2 separate regions of the Astyanax mexicanus genome follow, and region 1 is linked to region 2. The links are chromatin contacts, called in public Hi-C maps. All regions are on one chromosome and are shown on one strand. Each heading gives the region's core, a stretch centred on a gene start, on an enhancer-like site or on the middle of the called end of the contact. The rest is flanking DNA. Distances are from core to core; before and after follow the strand shown. Region 1 holds the start of tesk2 (testis associated actin remodelling kinase 2). Region 2 holds the start of zswim5 (zinc finger, SWIM-type containing 5).

Region 1 (4,948 bases), core at 930-3,429, 140 kb after region 2:
ATATCGCCCACCCCTAATCTGACATGACTATCACGATAATAATGCAATCTGTTTATCAGTGATTAGAGTAAAATAAATGGTTTTAGGCAATCGACAATCTGGTAGATACTGTCATGTAAAATGAGAACAGCATGAATACTGCTTTGAATTAAGCAGCAAAAAAGTAAAAAAAAAAAAAAACTTTATGTTCTGCGATGTGACTACTGCGATATCAAAGCAAAAACTATATATTGTGCACACAAACACAAATCTATTTTTTCATGAATACGCTGTGGACTGAATAGTGCACAATATATAGCGAAGAAATAGTTTGTGATCTTACTGATGTAACACACCTGATTCATCTCACCAGTTCATTAGTCTCAAGAGTTGCATCAGGTGTGTTAAAGCAGGAAAAACCAAACAATGTGTCGAACTTCTGAACCAGGCTTGAGAACCCCTGTTGTAACTGTATCACTGGTCCTAGGCCAGACCTCATGCCTGGTTGGCTTCTTGCTGTTTGATCAGCTGCACAGCTGCAGCGACACAGTAGCAAGCACAAGTGTTGCTTCTGAACATGCAACGAGTAAAAGATGGTGTCATATGAAACTCATCAACACAGTCTTTTCACAGGGGTTGCTTAGCAGCCATTGACTAGACGTGGGTAGCAGCTGCAGCAGTAAGCTGCACTTGCCTACAGCTCCACTAATGCACCTATGTGCTGTGTTGATGGATGTGTGCTCTTCAAATGATACAACTAAAAAATAGATTTGTTTGCAAGACAAGTAAAGTTTTAATTATTTCACAATTCACTCTGCTCTGTGTGAACAGGACCTGATCTGATCAATAAGAACAGATTTTTGTTTCTGACAGATGCTGATAGATGTAAGATGGACTTAACAGTGCGTGTTTACAACATAACAGTACTAACTTAGAAAGTATTGACATGTATATGTATATATAAAGTAACTGCAGTAGTTTAATAAGTTTTACGTATTTCTGAAGTATGACTGAAATAACAGCAAATATTTGTATGACGTAATAGGGTGGCTAGTATGTATTTGAATGCAGTAAAAATATAGCTCTATTAGGTAACAGTGTATATGTGTAAGGAGTTACAGTACAGATCTGTACAGTGTGTATTTGTATGCAGTAAAAGTACTGATCTGTATGAGGTAACAGTATGTATTTGTATGCAGCAGTAAACAGTATGTATTTGTATGCAGCAGTAAACAGTATGTATTTGTATGCAGCAGTAAACAGTATGTATTTGTATGCAGCAGTAAACAGTATGTATTTGTATGCAGCAGTAAACAGTATGTATTTGTATGCAGCAGTAAACAGTATGTATTTGTATGCAGCAGTGAACAGTATGTATTTGTAAGCAGTAACAATATGTATTTAAAAGTTGTAACAGTATGTATTTGTAAGCAGTTAACAGTATGTATTTGTAAACAGAGCTGTATATTAGCTAAGCTAAGCTAGTTTAGTTTGGGTATAGTTAGGTTAGCTCAGCCCACTCCTCCTCCACTGTGACACTTGAGTTTAGAGCTGCTGCTGCTGCCGCTGCTGGAGGAGAAAGCTCAGGTCTTACCTGGTCGTCTGAACTGGCTCTGGGGTGAAGTTCTGCTCCGGTGAAAGGTCCTACTTAATCCCATTGCATTTCTTGAGACGATTTTAAGCACTTTTTATCCCGCAGTTCAAATAAACGCTGAAATGTAGCTGGAGTTTAAAGCACTTGTAGCTACATATGAACTCCCAAACAAACTACAAACTAACTCTAAACTCCGCTCCCGCTCCTCTCTACTGAAAAAGAGCCCTCAGATCCGCGACTCTATAGCCGAGCAGAGTCATGACCAGCGGGTTAAACCCCTCCAGATCCAGCCTGAGAGAACTGCGTAATGACCGCAGGAAAAAAGGCTGGAGTGGTCAAGAGAAAAATAAACAGCGCCGGAGCTTTCTCTCTCTCTCCTCTTCTCTGCGCACCGTTCACCGCTCCAGTCTCTCAGCACAGGCTCCTCCTTTATTTCTTCACTTAAACTCCTAAACTGGGGTTTAAATATCTGCAGAAATCCGCTCCTAAAAACCTACGAGAAGTTAATCTTCGTGAAAACACGCCGAAGTAAATATTCTCTACTGCGGGGGATTCTCCATGTCAATCGACTCCTCCTCCGCCTCCTTCAGCCATATACCACTCGCCAAAGAGTCGGCTCTTCAGGAACCGGTTCTTTTAAACGAATCGTGGACGGATTCGCGAGTCACACTTGAACCGAGCTTGTGTTTTGTAGCACTAATAGGGCTTGACTATTCTTTAACCCTGTATTTTGATATTTAAAGAAATTTAAATGCATCATGTTTTCACAAACAGACAAACTGCATTAGTATTATCAGATAGAAATAGACAAAAATAATTAAATACTACATTTAAAATAAATACGGAGTTTTTATTCCACAATTAACAATAATAATGTTATATGTCATCCAATTAAACTGATCTGAACTGGTCAGATTAATGCCCAGTTTGTTTTTAAAGTTTATGTTATGCACATAATACACACGAGAGATGTCTACCATTTATCACAATAGCAAATGCACAAATCACAATGCAGTAAAATAATGTCATATTGCCCAGCTCTTATCTTTAGTTTTAAGCGCCTAACTAAAAACGAAAGCCGTTACTTTACTATACAACATTCTAACTTAAAATATTAGATACAAATGCAATACTATACTAATTTAAATATGTATATAAAAAGTTGGAATTTTATACTACTAATTAGTAGTTTATATAATAACTTAAAAAAACTTTTTTAAAAACCTTTTTTTTAATTCGCTTTTTTGTATTCTAAAACGGAAGCATTAAAATAGGTTGAATGTTTGCTAAAGTAAACAGAGAAATAAGACGTATAACTTGTGTACACTGTGCATATACATAAAATAAATACATTTTAAATTACAAATATAAATAATATAATTAATAATGTGTAAGCTAAGCTATCTAAGTTATTTATAAATAAATAAATAAATAAATAAGGGACTGGTGTTTAGAAAATAGTTAAATTCATGGGACATTACGAAGACTTTAATAAACACATTACAAAGACTTTAATAAATTTAACCTCATGAAATTGAAACATAAAAAAATTATAATTTTTAATTCTAGAACATTTTTCAGAGGAATCGCTGAATCGACTCTTGTTGTCGGTTGAAGCGCTTTGACCGGGGCGCTTACGAAGTGTTCTGCCGTTCGATTCATTAAATACGTTCAAAAGAATCGGTTCTTTAAACGAATCCATCTCCCCTTCCGCCCTCCTCCTCTCTTGTCGCCTAAACTTGCCTTTTCATGTTCGTTCAGAGCGACACGAACTACAACCAATCAGAGGCGATTAACTGGGTTGAGTGGGTGAGATCGTGTCCAATAGGAAAGCAGAATGATAGTGGGTTTGATGTGCTGGTCTGAACCAACCAGAACGTTCTCTGGCTTCGGTGTTGACCAATGAGATGGCAGTGTGAGTGTGTTTTGTCAAATGGGCCCTAAATACATCAAAAGAATATTATAATACAGAAATAATACGTTATTTCAGCATATTATTAAACATAAAAACAAATAAATGTTTTATACAAGTCATATAAATTAGTGTAAATTATGTAATGTAATTTAAAATGTTGAATTATTAGAAACATTGCAAACTGACAGCCGACAACAACTCAATTCTACATCTTTGGCGCCATCTACTGTCAAGATTAAGAAAGTTTAACAGTAACTCCAGGTATACTGGTAAATATAGAGGCAGGGGAAATACAGGAGATCCCTAACTCTGTCTATCTGTCTGTCTGTCTGTCTGTATATCTATCTTGTGCTAGTGTTGTGTTTGTCATTTACAGTGCTAATAATACTTGCAATACTTTTACTCTACATACACGTTTTTGTTAAACATGTCCATCCTGTCATGCAGCTTGCCATGCATTTTATAAATATCAATTATTTAAAGATGCAGTCAACCATTTCTTTAAAATAAACACTTTCTTCAGAGAAAATCAAAGAAATAAGTGGACTTACTTTGAAACATGATTTCTAAATGTCACATGTTTTAGTAACAGAAACAAGAAAAATTTAACCATCTTTAGCAAAGAAAAATAAGTAAAAAATGAAGTAAAACTTCATCAAATTCAGAAAACATAAAAAAACATAAAAATTAAATGTAATTTGGAAATGTTACAACAAGCAAATGGCACCCAATGACCCAAACAACTGTTCATTGTGAACTTGTTCTGTTTTAAAAAGATACATTTAGATTTTTTCTAAATTATTTAAATTACTGAAATATATTACTTAAATATATTAACTATGATAGGTGGGACATCTTAAGTGTTAACTCACATAAACATGCAGTGAAATGTAAAAAACTTGTTGAAAAAAAAGATATATATAATTAATTGCTGAACATGCAACAGCAAGTCCCCATATCCAGTCCCCATTCTTTCCTCTGTATGCTTATGCACCTCCTAGCTTGTAATTTATTAGTTATGATACTAATACACAAGAATATGTATCTTTGCATATTGCTCTGTGTTGTATGCTATTAAATAAATAAATAAATAAATGTGAAGTCTGTAATGTCACTGATGTTTAAGGCTGTTTATCCCAACATGACAGGGAGGTGGACAGGGAATTCTCTTAAATAGTTTTAAACAGTTAAAATAAATGTGGAACATGTAGAACATGCAGAAAATATACTTAAAGTATAGATTAACATTCCTCTATATTTGCAAAAAGTGTGTTAATTCAGTGTAAATCTTACACCTAGTAGTTTAACCTTCTATACCTCTGAAACAAAAGTCATGTTATATTGTTATTGAACAAATGCCTCTTTGTAAAACCCCTAAAGAACCCTTTAAAGCCATGGTTCTTTTTCCATATAGTTCTAGTTAAGGTATTGCCTTAACTAGAAAATCACTGAAGCCAGAA
Region 2 (5,351 bases), core at 2,831-5,330:
CTGGAACCTCCTCTCCAAGGACTTTATAAGACCCAGGCATGGGGGAAGGTAAGGACGCAAACACAAACTCGAATTAATTATTCTAATTAAGACACCAACCCCGACAATGGACAACAGAGATGCAGTCAGCTGGATGCTCACCCAGGCCTGGGCGATATTTATATCTCCAATATGGGAATACCGATATTGGGGTCATAAAAACAATCTGAGTCCCCCAGCCAATAACATACATTTGTAATACAGAATCTAATTAAGCTGCTTCTTAAACAGAAAGGCTGATTTAAAGGAAGAAATCACCCAGATTAAGCTCTGGGTTTTAAAGAAACTGTCTGCTTGCTGTGAAGCTATTGGCATGCTGGCGAGGCTCAGAGAAGCTAAGTGAGGTTGGCTTCCTTGAACTGAGTGGAGTGTGAAACCCTGGGCTTCTTGCATAGCAGTGAAGGCGTTAAGATCAGTGTGAGAACTTTCTGCACCTCATTTGCAGTTTCTTTGTGACTACCAGGTTCAAAAGAGAGGAAGTCCAGACACGACACAGTGAGAGAATGATAAAAACAAGGTCTGGTGCTGAAGTTTGGCTTGGCTAATGCTAACAGAATGGTAGGAAACACACACACACCGTGTCTCTGGCGAATGGAAGATGACTTGGATTCAAACCATTGTGTTAATTTACTGTACAGCCAAGAAGGAAGTTTTTGTATACTATAAAATTACTGTTTACCTTTATGTATATGTTAAATAATAGTAGATGCAATCTACAATCTACAATCAAAAGTCTTTGAAGGCAGTTCAAATTTTATGATAATTTGCTGAGATGCACCAAATTTTTGGCAATCAAAAAAAAACTAAACATCTAAATAATTTACAAAGAAACATAAATTGCTTAGTTGGTATGTTTTTTTTATAAATACATTTATACTATTTTGTAGGTTTAAAAAGCAAGACAAAAATACATGTAGGCTATTTAATTTATGTAATGTTAAATGTTAATGCAACATTGGTAAAAACTAGTATTCTGTATTCAGCCACATACTTCATTTTGTTTGATGGTTTCAGCGAAAAAAGAACTCATTTTGCTGCATCCGCAATAAATAGACAAATAGAAACGCTGCAAATAAAAAAAAGATTACAATGACTTTCACTTAAAATTTGGATAGATGTATGTTTTCTCATAAAAATATGTTTTCGTGTGACATATATAAATATAAAGTAAATAAAAGTATAAAGAAAATAATTTTACAATTACACACTAGGACCAACTACTAGGAGAACAAGATAAAAACAGTATGGCATCCTCCAGAATAGCTGTGCTAATCTTACCATGTGCTAATCTTACAGTGACTGAAATCTAGAACGTCTCACGGTCCTTTCAAAAACGCAACTCTAATGTGTGGAAACTAAGCCCAGTATGTATAGAACCTGAATGTAAAGTTTCCGTTGAAGGCAAAGAGGATTCGGTTCCCTTCATGAAGGAAACCTTTTAAGGTTGCTAAATAAGTGCCCGTGTTATTTCATTACACCCACAGTTATCACATTTCCATGCACGCAGGCCTTTAAAGGGACACAGTAGATCTTTGTAAGAATAAACCAATCGTGGCTTCTTTATTCAATTAGGTATTTGCACGCTTTCACCAGCCTCCTAGCACTTAAGTTTAATAGGGATTGGAGGATCGCATAACTGCTATTTCAAGAAAGGAAAACAGGCACTAAAACTGGTCTCCTTACAAAGGTGCTTCTTGATGCCCTATGGAGAACATTGTGCTTGATGCCAAGGCTTCTGTCCAAGCCTAGAAAATGACATAAACGCAAACATTCGCATAGGCCTTCTCAATGGGGGAAGGCATAATGACAATATTTTATGGTATTGTGGTCCATTTTGTTACACTGTGACAGGCAGTATAATTTCTGAGCAAATTATGGGTATGTTTAGTGCCTAAAGAACACTGACTGAACTGACCAAACACATTTTATAACAGAGTGTGTGATTAGTCCTGTTTACTGGGGGAAGTGTGGCACATTTTATTTAGAATCACTGTAACTTTGAAGGAAGAAGTCTGTAAGAATTCCTCCTACAGATGCAGATTGCCCTGTGTCAAAATATCACAATAAATATTGTGTATCGTCTAAATGTATTTAAGTACGTAATATAATATTTTTACTTCTCACAGCATATCTATACATTGTACACAATGTTTAAAGGTCTTCCTTGTCTTTTTCCTTCCGCCAGTCAGCTCAGTTTTTGCATGCTATGTATGGGTAAGCCTATAGACCTGCTATCTACGCTAGTATGTCGAAATGAAACAGCCTCATGCTCATGTAGCTAAAAAAAAAAAAAAAAAAAAAAAAAACAATGAACAGGTTTGAAACCTCACCCAGGACATACATATCTTCAACCTGCAGGTCTTATTGTTAAGGCCAGAAGCATTGAAATTGACTTTCCGTGGTGTTCCTTTGTTTAAATGCTGATTTTAATCTATACGGAGAGGCTTTTCCCCTCTTCTCCTCCTGTCCTGATTGATCATCCTGAAGAGGGGGAGGGAGCCAGAGCTATTGTGCGACCCAAGAGCCACACAACGACAATTTCAAGCAAAACCAAGCTGTTTTTTTCTGCTTATACTGTCGAATTTCGACCCAACACCGAGCTCGTACATTAATAAGTGTCCGCACATGTGTTTTTTCTGGCTTTCTTGAGATATACAGACGTTCTTTGTCCCGAGCAAGCAAGCAAATAAACAAAAGCCATGAGATTTGAACTGAAGCGGATTAGCTAGCCATAAGCCTGCGCTTCATTACAATAAAGGGATCCAATAAAAGCGACCAGGCGCAAAAACACACATAAACCTAAGAAAATAAGATTTAATTTCGATGATATATCGACGAACATTGAAGCCAAAGGTTTATAATAGAGGTTTTCTGACCACCACGGTTGTTTTTTTCACCTTCGAGCTGAGAGAGAACGTTGCGCCTCCATTGTGAGGCGTTCATATGAGGGGGAGCGGAGTTGAGTTTCATACTCTTAAAAAAAAGCATTAAAATCTGTCCTTTTCTTACACATTTGTCGTCTACAGGCATTTTTAGTGATTAAATTCGAATAAACAAGCATTCTCGCATATCTCACGAGTGAGGAAACGTAGGTTAGCTAGCTGGCTAACCTCCTCTCCTACCCCCTTTTAATCTTTAAAACCCCTCTGACGAAACTGCGTTAGCACTCAAGCTAACAAACAAGCGGACACGGAACGAAGCAACCCGTCGAGCAGAAAAACTTAATTTTTTTTTTTTATTATAAGTTTAAACGTCTGACTTATTTTTTTTTTGTTTCCCTCACAAACTCTTAAATCCATTTTTGCTGTTTCTTAGCTACGCTAGCACGCTAGCTAACGTTACCTGAGGGAAAGTGTTTCCAGCGTTTCCACACGAAACGAATTAAAGCCCAAAGTGAACTAGCTAGCTGTTAACGTTAACGGCCGTTAAAAGTGACCGTTAAAGTCCATTTTTGAATTTTAGCTTTAAAAACTCCATTATTTTTCACTCACCGACTTGCAGCACATTATCCACACAGCCCGTTTCCAAAAGTCGGATTCCACGCCGGAAAGGGAGCCCGTCTCCAGCGGCTCCAGTCCCGGCGCTCCCCGTCGTGCCCGCCGCCCCTCCGGGAGCGGTGCCGGAGCCAGCATTCGTGGCACTGGAGCCCACAGCGGGAGCGTCCTCTCCGGCCGCCCGGCACTGGAACGACGAATACATGCATATCTCCCTCTCGTTCCGCGGGAAGGACCAGTAGACGATACGGCGCTGCACGGGCTCCGGGATCCGTTCAAACCGCTCCTCCACCCGCTCAAAGGCCCACTTCTCCGCCACGGCCTTGGCGGCGCAGTCCAGCAAGGATTCCGGGCAGCGGGTGCGCGAGTTGTGGAAGCCCGGACCCGGCCCCGGACCGGGGCCCCGAGGAGCCGGGCGCAAGCACGGTCGCTTGCTGGCCGGCGGCGAGGCGAGGAGCTGGAGCGGCGGCGGCTGAAGCGGCATATCTCCGCGTCCCTCCGCCATGACAACGCGAATAAACACTGACGCGAAGAAGCGAAGACCAGGAAAGCAGCAGAAGAGGAGGAGAGACACACTGCGCGACGAGCGGGGGGTGAATCGCTCTTTAGAGTCGGTTCTTTTTTTAAGGAATCAATGGAACCGATTCATCCTCTTCACAAATGCAAATGAATCCTATTGGGCATTCACACAATGTAAAGAACAGAGATAGACAGACACACGATCGTTTTAAAACAGCTCTAATTGTACAACTAAAAATAATGATAATCTCCGTGAACTATCAATAATAGAAAAAAACAGCTTTCTAGTTTTTTGTTTGTCTATTTTGCACATTTCAAACCTGACTCACCTTAAAAATATATAATTTATTTTATTCAGTGACAGTGCACACTGATCATTATTTTAGTTTACCTAAATTTACCAATTTTTTTTCAAATGTTGTCCCTAGCCTTAAGCCCAATTTCAACAATAAAAAAACACAACGCAAAAACAATAATAAATCTAACATAAATAAACACAGCACTACAGAAAACAGGGAACATAAATCGCAGTGTTGTGTAATATAAATTTAAGTATACAAATAACTTAGAATTATTGTGTTTATGAGACATTTGCTGAACTGTATATCACTGTATGTGTTTATGAAGGGCATGTTAATTTAGTTACAATATCACTTAGCTCATCCTTGATAAAATTTCTTACAAAACTTAATAAACTATATCTTAACGGGAGCCAATAACCCTTTAACATTATTCAGTAGATATATGAAACTCGTGATGAACAAATGAATCATTGAATGGTATGTCCGTGTCATTCATTCAAACGGACACTTCGACAGAATCGGATCAGTAAACAGAGCAGAAGTTCCCATTACGGCTGCTACGTCACCACCAATAACAAACGCGCGTGAGCCAATCCGCGAGGTGATGCGCGCGCGTGCAAACGCGCGTGCGAGAGAGAGAGCGAGAAAGAGCAAGCGAGTGAGCGATCGGAAAGGTGGACACTTCTCGCGAGAATCTGTGGGAACTCCGTGCTGGTAAAGAAAATCTAGTGTAAACAAACTGAACAGCGAATTTAATGAATCTGTTTTTAAATAAAACACAAAGCGAGTCATGGATTATCACTGTTTTAAACGTATTTGACTGAATGTCTTGTATAAAACTTTGTTTGTATTAAAGTTATACCAATAAGTTTGTGGACACATGCTTATTGAACGTTTTTTCCCCTGACATAAATTGCTTTCTCTTTCCAGAAGTGCATGTCCTTCTTTACACATCGCTGTGAGGATTTCATTGCATTCAGCATTTAAGTGAGCATAA

What was found. Hi-C and Micro-C count contacts between places; a contact is called where the count stands out from the background.
Region 1: a Hi-C map of muscle shows a contact between it and region 2, with 12 times the contacts expected there. The contact joins the promoter of tesk2 here to the promoter of zswim5 in region 2. A contact is called at or near these places in 2 of 3 Hi-C or Micro-C datasets (both in muscle).

What each region holds. Positions count from the first base shown.
Region 1 is chr4:37,602,908-37,607,855 of AstMex3_surface, forward strand. tesk2 (testis associated actin remodelling kinase 2) reads right to left here and starts at 2,180. Exons shown (of 11, transcript XM_022679153.2): 1 at 1,574-2,180.
Region 2 is chr4:37,456,536-37,461,886 of AstMex3_surface, forward strand. It overlaps zswim5 (zinc finger, SWIM-type containing 5), which reads right to left and starts at 4,081. Exons shown (of 14, transcript XM_022679146.2): 1 at 3,531-4,081. The coding sequence starts at 4,038.